Regions from separate parts of the Mus musculus genome. Here region 2 is linked to region 1. Evidence: chromatin contacts called from public promoter capture Hi-C data. All regions are on one chromosome and are shown on one strand. The core of a region is the stretch at or near the end of the contact, and the rest is flanking DNA. Distances in the headings are between cores, read along the strand shown.

What was found. Capture Hi-C pulls out chosen DNA fragments and counts their contacts.
Region 2: a contact with region 1 is called in a promoter capture Hi-C map of pancreatic islet. The contact joins two enhancer-like sites. A contact is called at or near these places in 1 of 15 datasets of contacts at CTCF or cohesin (the NIH/3T3 cell line) and 3 of 9 other capture datasets (adipose tissue, liver and pancreatic islet).

What each region holds. Positions count from the first base shown.
Region 1 is chr3:85,674,905-85,679,073 of GRCm38.p6, forward strand. Fam160a1 (family with sequence similarity 160, member A1) reads right to left here. Exons shown (of 12, transcript NM_172682.3): 8 at 1,167-1,357. Among named protein-coding and RNA genes, the nearest start is that of Gm40082, 36 kb to the right of the region's middle. Within about 2 kb of position 2,442, at least 9 of the 459 cell types and tissues checked have an H3K27ac peak or open chromatin away from gene starts, as enhancers often do. A contact at or near this core is called in pancreatic islet, where this site is marked.
Region 2 is chr3:85,798,416-85,802,584 of GRCm38.p6, forward strand. No RefSeq gene overlaps it. Among named protein-coding and RNA genes, the nearest start is that of Fam160a1, 54 kb to the left of the region's middle. Within about 2 kb of position 2,231, at least 2 of the 459 cell types and tissues checked have an H3K27ac peak or open chromatin away from gene starts, as enhancers often do. A contact at or near this core is called in pancreatic islet, where this site is marked.

The DNA of each region.
Region 1 (4,169 bases), core at 1,192-3,691:
TTTAAAGTTTGTAATTTCCCAGCAAAGGAAATGTTTAGAAAAGACTGACTTAGAGAACACTATGCCTTCCACCACCCCCTAAACATCTCAGATATTGTAAGAGCTTTATCACTGGCATAGAAGTTAATGATCCTATCTGATAGACATGTTTCCCTCACGTGCTCACAGATAGAAGAACACCCACCCCAGCTGTGGCAGGGTCATGGGTGATTCAAGCACTGGCCTGCTCTGGACCCTCTCCACACTCCAGTGCCATGTCTTTGTGAGCTCTGTGCTCCTTCATAATAAATCTCTACCTGACTGGGTCAGGCTTGAGTCTTTAGGAGTATAGACGAAGCCCATGCCCCTTTGTTTACCATTCTCCTGTTAGTGTCACCTTTCTTATACATTTCATTGAACTATCCCTGGGAATAGTTCCTGAGCAGTGGCTCCACGCTGAGAAAGCCTCCTAAGAGCCCTGTGTGCCTTGGGGGCAGTCCTTTGGAGTAGGTACTATTCACACATAAAAGGAGGAGGTTTGCAATGATTAAGAATTCTCCCCTAAAAGGTGGTAAGATCAGAATCCTAGCTGTTAACTGCTACACAGCAATTCTGCCAGCTTGCTATGGAGACCACTCACTGGGACTCTGCAACTCTAGAGGCAGGATGCAGAACAAACATGGGATGTGGATTCAGAGAAGCTGCGTGTGACATAACCTTGAACAAGTAGTCTCTCCTCCCTGAGTCTGTTTCTTCATCTGTAAATGGTGGCACTACCTCCTCCCTGTCCTTAAATGTGATTGCACAGAGAACATAGCTAGCAAGTTTTGGAAAATCATGTTTAATCTGAACTTCAAATTTTGGAACTTAAAAAGCAGGTCTGCCTTGGTTATAGACTCAACATCTGTAACTCATTCTGTTTTAGAAGACATGTTAGCATACACTTTCCTATTTGGGCTCTGAAGATACCACTAAAAAGGACATGTAAGATAAAAATCTGTGCTAAATGACTAGGTGAAGACAGGTGTCTTGGTGAATACTAACCACAGAGCCTGTAACTCTTAAAAATGGGAAAAGGCTCCAACTACTCTTTAACTCCAGTTATTTCTTATACCCAAAGAGATACATCATGCCAGGAGAGATGGATGTGACATCAAGTTTAAAGACCATTCCTAACGTGTTCCCACCTGAGCCATCATGCATACACTTGGACCAGAGAATATAATCCCTTTCTTGGTTCCCAAGTGTCAAAGTGATGCCACTGGCACAACAGACAGGGGTCAAGGCAAGCAGCTTGGCAGCGGACACGGAGTAACAGTCTCTCTCCTTCACAGCCCACCTTTGACTCAGCATCATGTGATTGCAGGGGACCAGATACCTGAAATGACAAAGAGCAGGCATTCAGTGTTTCTGCAATGCCCTACCACCACTACCAGAATGATTACCATACAAGGATCATGAGCAGGGGAAGACCCGCCCTCTCCCCACCCAGCACACTGGCCACTGGCATCCACTGCCTTGCTTAAAAGGATGCTAAGAGCTTCTTCCTTCCGACAGAACTGTTCTCTTGGAACATTTCTAGCCTATGACCTTCCTCATTACATTTCTCTCTTTACCCCTATGCCTTTAAGTCCACTGCAACCTCCTCCTGGAGTGAACCTTCTCACTTCTCTGCCTGACAATGTCTTATCTGGAAGCACCACATTCTCTAGGGAGACTTCCAGCTCTGTACTTGAAGGCAGAGCTCTTCTCCCTCTCCTGTGTGTGTGCGCCTGGAAGCATTATTACTCTCGCATGACAAATACGTCTAATCTTCCTCCTCAGCAAATGTGCTGCCCAAGCAAGAACTGCTTCAGCACTCTTGTCTTATGATCCCTAAAACTGACTCTAAGTGAATAGGCCCTAAGTAAAGGTGGCAAATCCCTCCAGACCCTCTCCTGTTCTCCATGACCATGAGGAAAGATGATGCCTGACAGCTCAGCGGGGAGCCCTGGGCCCTGATGCCCAGGTTGGCTGGAGACTGAAAGCATCCTCACGTTAACATGAACCCAGGGAAGAGAAAACATGGTTGTGTTTTAGACAGAGAGGAGCATATTAGTGAGACTTATGGGTAGAATGGACATGTTGAGTGCCTGCCTGTTCTAACGAGAAACACCGCACCAGCCATTTCAACAAGGATGGACCAAGTAGGTTGAAGGATCCATGCCAGAGCCAGTTTCACAGTAGCCTAAGCTCCCATCTGAGCAAGCACAATCTTTAAATAAACCAGAATGTGCTTACTACCTAATACAGCTCCTGAGAAAGAGGCAGCACAAAGGCAAACAATCTGGGACTGAGGACCGCATGGAGAAGATAAAAAGCACAGCTCACAGGGCATGTTAGGAGCCGGTGATCATGGAGCGCTTCCTCACATCTCCCCCTGATTCCAATGAAGGAAACCTAAGTTTGTTCTCACGGCCCATCTGCTGCAAGGAGCCTGAGTCAGGGAGAGAAACATGCAATCCCTTGATCCACTCTAAGCGATCACGTCAAGAGCACTCTCCCCGTATGAGTTTTAAATTCTAGTGTAGCTAGGTAACAGGACCCTGTCTCCTTCCTTCTGCCCTCCACCCTCACGGGCACACACACTGCTGTTTCTAAGGGCTGGATTCACCCCATCAGTCACCTCGGGTGTGGCAGTATCTACATTCATAAGCTGCATCTTGAAAGCAACAAGAACAAAGGAGCAGAGAGGGAGGGAAGTACAAGAAGAAGACTGGTTTCTTCAGACTCGGTGGAGAGCTGTGTCTGAACCTTACAGGAGCAAGGATGGATGATGTGGGTGGAAATAAGACATCCTTCCTCATAAGGGCTCTCTGAATTGAGATGCCTTGGTAACTGGGGTGACAGCGGGGAGAGAAGCATTCCCCCACCTCGGTCTGAGCATTGCCCAGCTGGAACTCAGAGAGAATCACAGGGAATCTAGTTGTCCCAGGACCTCAGGGCAGCTAGCTGGAGGGGATAGCACGGGAAGAGGGATGCAGGCAACCGGGGCTCAGGATACAATGGGAGTGAGGCAGCAGCATCCAGAAAAAGGGCCAGGGCAGGGAAGACAGCACAGCAGACACAAATGATAAGGATGGGAGAAAGACATGTTCGTGAATTCATCAGAGCCTTGCTTGGAGAGGGAATGGCTGCTGTATCCCAAGGGACCAAGGTGGCAGGGGTGCCAGCAAGGAAGCCTGTCCTGAAGCACTGACACAAACTCTTCTCTTCCCAGTGGAGTAAGGCCTACAGCCATGCAGATAGCACAGGACTCACTGTGTCTTCACGTGAATCATTAACTATTCATGGAATCAACAGTTCATAGACTGCACGAGCTCAATGCCTGTTTGCAGCTCAAACCAACCATCCCTCATGACTTAAATTGATATACATGCCTCTACTCTTTGCTTGAAGTATTTTTTTAAAGAAAATGGAACACTGGATCAAAACTAATAAAGCTATTTATCAAATACCACCAGTAGATAGCTTGAGATTATTTTAGAAGAAAGAGTTGACAATGTATAACTCTGAAAATGCATGTTCTCAGCAGAGGCTCAGAATCTCCTTTTAAATAAACCAAATGAAGGAACTCCATCCCTGTTGGTTTAAGCAGAGGTTCTGTGGACTGTAAATGGGGACAGTCACCCCCAACAAGCTAGGATTCCCAGCTGCTGTTCCTTTGGATTTTTGTTTTTTTTGTTTTTTTGTTTTTTAATCAAGGGTAAGAGGGCACACTGTACCTTAGCCCTGTGTCTATCCATCATTGAGAGATCAGGAACAGAACTCTAAAAGTATCTCAAACAATAAACAGGAATATACTGTGGTTGATGCTAGCAGAAAAATCACGTAGGCATTTAGTACAGGTATTTTTCATTAAGCCATCTTTTGACTATTTGATAATTTTGTGTGGAGATTTTATTTACATTAGGAAGTAATAATTACAGACCCCTGCACGTGTTTGCTGACTGATGGAAATGCTGTGTTTCTCAGAATGGCCTCCAGCCCGTTTTCTCCCTGCTGCAGGTTCATGAGTACTGGGATTTTACGTCTATAGCATCACACACAGCTCACAGATTAGGAAGTACCGTACTTCAATAGCCAGATTAAGTTATTACCCAATATACTGGGGAGGGGAGGGGGAGGTGCATTTACTTGCGCGCGTGCGC
Region 2 (4,169 bases), core at 981-3,480, 120 kb after region 1:
ATTCAATCACTTTGGCTTCCTTACTCACTTTCCAGCCTTCCTCTGCATTAGCAGCCCAGTGTACACGTGTTTCTATCAGTAGGAATGATTCTCTAATTGCACTTTGGGAAAATGTATGACTGTGTTAATGCACAAAAATCATGAGAGAATTAAATATTTCTAAAACCACATAGGTCAAAGAAGAAACCTCAAGAGAATTTTTAAAGATCTTTAACTAAATGAAAAAAAAAATACAAAATCTGTGAGGTGCAGAGGTAATGCTTACTTAGGAAATTAGAGCATTGAACAGGCACATCGGTGCTGAAGAAAGACCTTCAGCTGATGTACACACAAGCAGAGGGGGAGTCATTTAAAAACTCAACAGCAATCAATGAAACTGAAAATCAGAAAACTACAGAGAAAGTCAACTAAGTCAGTTGCTGTCTTTTGGCATAATCAATAAAATTGATAATCCTTAGCTCAGCTCCATTAACTAAGACAAAAAAATAAAGAACACAATTTATTGATAATGGAAATGAAGGATAGGCCATCATTTCTAATCCCTCAAACCCTGAAAAATAATGAAGGGGTGTTATACACAGCTTTATGTTTGTAGATTTAATGGCCTCAATGAAATGAACTAAGTCCTTGTAAGAAATTCTACCAAAGCTCACATAAAGAAACAAGATGGCCCAAGTATACTTGTATATAGCAAAGAAATACAATGTCTAGCAACCTTCCAAATCAGAGAGGACCACATACAGATAGGTTCACTGGTGAATTTTAACTGGACACAGGATGAAGAAGTCACACCTATTCTCTAGAGTCCCTTCCAGAAAACAGCAAGAGAATACTTCTAAACTTATGAGGTGAACATACAAATAACAGGTTACCAAGCAAAGACAGAAAAACTACATACAAGCATCTTTTTATGAACACAAATGCAAAAATCCTCAAGAAAATATTAGAAAACAGAACCCAACAATGTAGACAAAAGCAAGTGGAGCTAGCTGTAATGGCACACAGCTGTAGGAACAACATCTACTTGGAAGTCTAAGGCAAGAGGATGTTGTGGCCTCAGTTTTGAGCCTACTAGGCTCAAAAGGAAGGAAAAACATGTAATCTAAAGGGATGATAAACGTATCTGGGCCGGTAGTGGTGGCGCACACTGGTAGGATTTGCTGAAGGAAGCAGAGGCAGGAGGATCACGAGTTCGAGGCCAACCTGGGCTACACATTTTTGAGCTGGGCATGGTGGCGCATGCCTTTAATCCCAGCACTTGGGAGGCAGAGGCAGGTGGATTTCTGAGTTCGAGGCCAGACTGGTCTACAAAGTGAGTTCCAGGACAACCAGGGCTACACAGAGAAACCCTGCCTCGAAAAACCAAAAAAAAAAAAAAAAAAAAAAAAAGTATCTGGAAGCCAGGCACATACCTTTAATCCTCCCAAGTGTAGATTTCAGAGGCAGAGGAAGGCGAATCTGTGAGTCCAAGACCAGCCTGATCTACAGAGTGAGCTCCAGGACAGCCAGGGCTAAACAGAGAAACCCTGTCTCCACTCACCACCCACCAAAAACAAAAGAAAGAAATTTATATGGGTTTGAAAGAGATAGAGCTGGGATTTTGTTATGTCATGTTCCATTTAATAGCACTCACTGCCCAATTATTTATCTTTATAACTGATAATTGTCTATCCATAATGCATTAAATCACTTTAGAAAAAAAATCACATCAAACTCTTTAGCTATCTCAAAGTTTAAGATTCAGTAATTTAATACTGATTGCCTAGGTAACTAGAAAGACAAAACTTATCAAAAGCAAAGTAAAAGGTTTAATGCTGGATTGGCTTCATATCCACCTTTGTATTAGTGTTGACAGACTGCAAGTCTACGCCTTAGCAAATACTCAGTGAAGTACAAGAGCCTAATGGAAGCTCCCAGCAGCTTTCAGGGTTCAGACCCTGCCAACAAGGGCAGGACCCTGGAGCTCCAGAGCCCAAGAAAGCACTGGGCAGCACTGTGCTCCTGTGCTGGTGCAGAACACATATTTATTGTCTATGGTGGTCTGGCAAGCTGTTTTATTAATTTGTTTGAATAACAGGGAGAAAATAGATAGACCAAAAAATTTCATTACCCATGGGATTTATCACAGTTAATAGCAATTAATCAAATTTTTCTGCTGGTGTAGAAAACCAGTCACATGAATGACCGCATGAGATCAATTGAGTATTTGTTTCTCTCACATGAAGGATCGACTACTAAAGGCTGAAGGCATTACAAGCCCAGTGACAGAGCACTTGCCCAGCTCGAGTGAGGCCAGAGGTTTGACTGTCTGCATCAAAATACGTAAAACAGAATATTAATTGACATAGTGCTGCTCTCTTTTTTGTGGTTGTTCAAAACCCACTTTCAAAGAAAAGAGCTTTATTTTTACTTAATAATAATAATAAAAAAATCGGGCTGAAAGATGGCTCTGTGAGTCAGGACCCTGTAGAACACAGAAACATCAGTAACTCCAGTCCCAGAAGATCAGATGTCCTCTTCTGGCCTCCATGGGCTCCAGGCATATGTGGTACACAGGCATACATGCAGGAAACATTGATACACATAAATAAAAATAAAGAAATCTTAAGAAAAAACAAATAAACCCATAGTCTCTTTCCACAATTTGCTTTTAATGTGATCACATTATTTTATATGTACACACATGCATAGTAACACAGGTATACTTGACTATAAAACACATACAAAATATACAGACTAATTTGAAGATAAAACTTTAGAAATTGTCTTTGGTGTTTCAAGTAAGCACATTTTATTTCAAAATGTTCTGTATATCAAAAATAGCAAAGATGTACATCTTACAAATGTTTAAAGCTTCCAAATTCATGTCTACAACCTAAATTAAGGAAAGTCCCTCTTCCATGCCTGGGCAGTTTATTCTACAAAATAACTTGACTTTGAATGTTTAAGCTGCCTTTATTACTGCTAGAATCACTGAAATTTAAATTCTGTGTACTTTGCTATCCGAATCAAATCTAAACCCCACAGGGAGCTGCGCTCCTATGATTTTCATATTTACAAATCCATATTTGCATAGTGAAAACTTGACTCTGACTGACTGTCATGTCAGACCATGTCCCTGAGACACTCAGGGCAGAGGCAGCAGGACTTTTCAGTGCCATAGCACTCTGCCACCTAAAAGGGCATTGATCAAAAGACACACATGTGCTGTATCCATAGTGGCAATCTACTAAAAACTATCCAGTGTCACCAGTCATCTTGTGATTGATAATACCTCACAGAATTAGGCTTAGGTTTTTCCTTCTGTGAATGTCTAAACGTATTGCCTTGAATACATTGATAATATCATAAGCAAGATTAGGTCCTTAACTCCAAGGCCACAATAAACAATAGAATAAGTAATAATAGATCCGATTCCAGCAGTAGTTGAGCAGCTAAATGCTGTACATATAAACTAACACAGTCCTCACAATAGCCCTAGGAGATACGATACCATTATTTCCCAGTTTACAGTTGAGGGACCTGAGGCAGAGAGGCTAAATAACTTGTTCCAAATGACAAAGGAAGGAACGAGGATTTAAGCCAAGCAGACCATCTCCCAAGTAGGCCTTGATTTTACAGTATTGGATATGGTACCTAAATATTTTAATTTTTGTTTAAAGTGAAAGGCTTTTTAATTGATTAAAATGATTGACCTCAATCTAACTCAAGAGGGGGGAGATATTTTTGGATGTTTAGTAACTTAATAACAAATATAAACTAGCAGACTCTACCCAGTTACTTAGTGGTTGTTTTATTTAGTTGCTGTCAAATCAAAATGGTCTTTTGGAGGCCTAGAAAAAAATAAAAACTGGCCACCAGGTTCCCATTGTTCCTTCCTCTGTATAAAATTTTAAATTTCTCCATGTCCTGTGGCCATTTTCTACACTGGCAATTACAAGTCATTAAACCTGCCTCTCATAATGGCCTCATAGCGACCATAACATCCTTCTGTCACCTGAAATAGCTGAAAACCTATAAACAGTAGCAGGGTCTGCTCTAACTCTAGTAACTTCCAATCAATCAGAATGAAGAAAATGAGGATTTGTAGAAAATGGAAGGAATTCGGAGTGACATTCTATGGAGCATGCACAGGACACTGGCCATCAGAAATTGTTCTTCCTTTATCA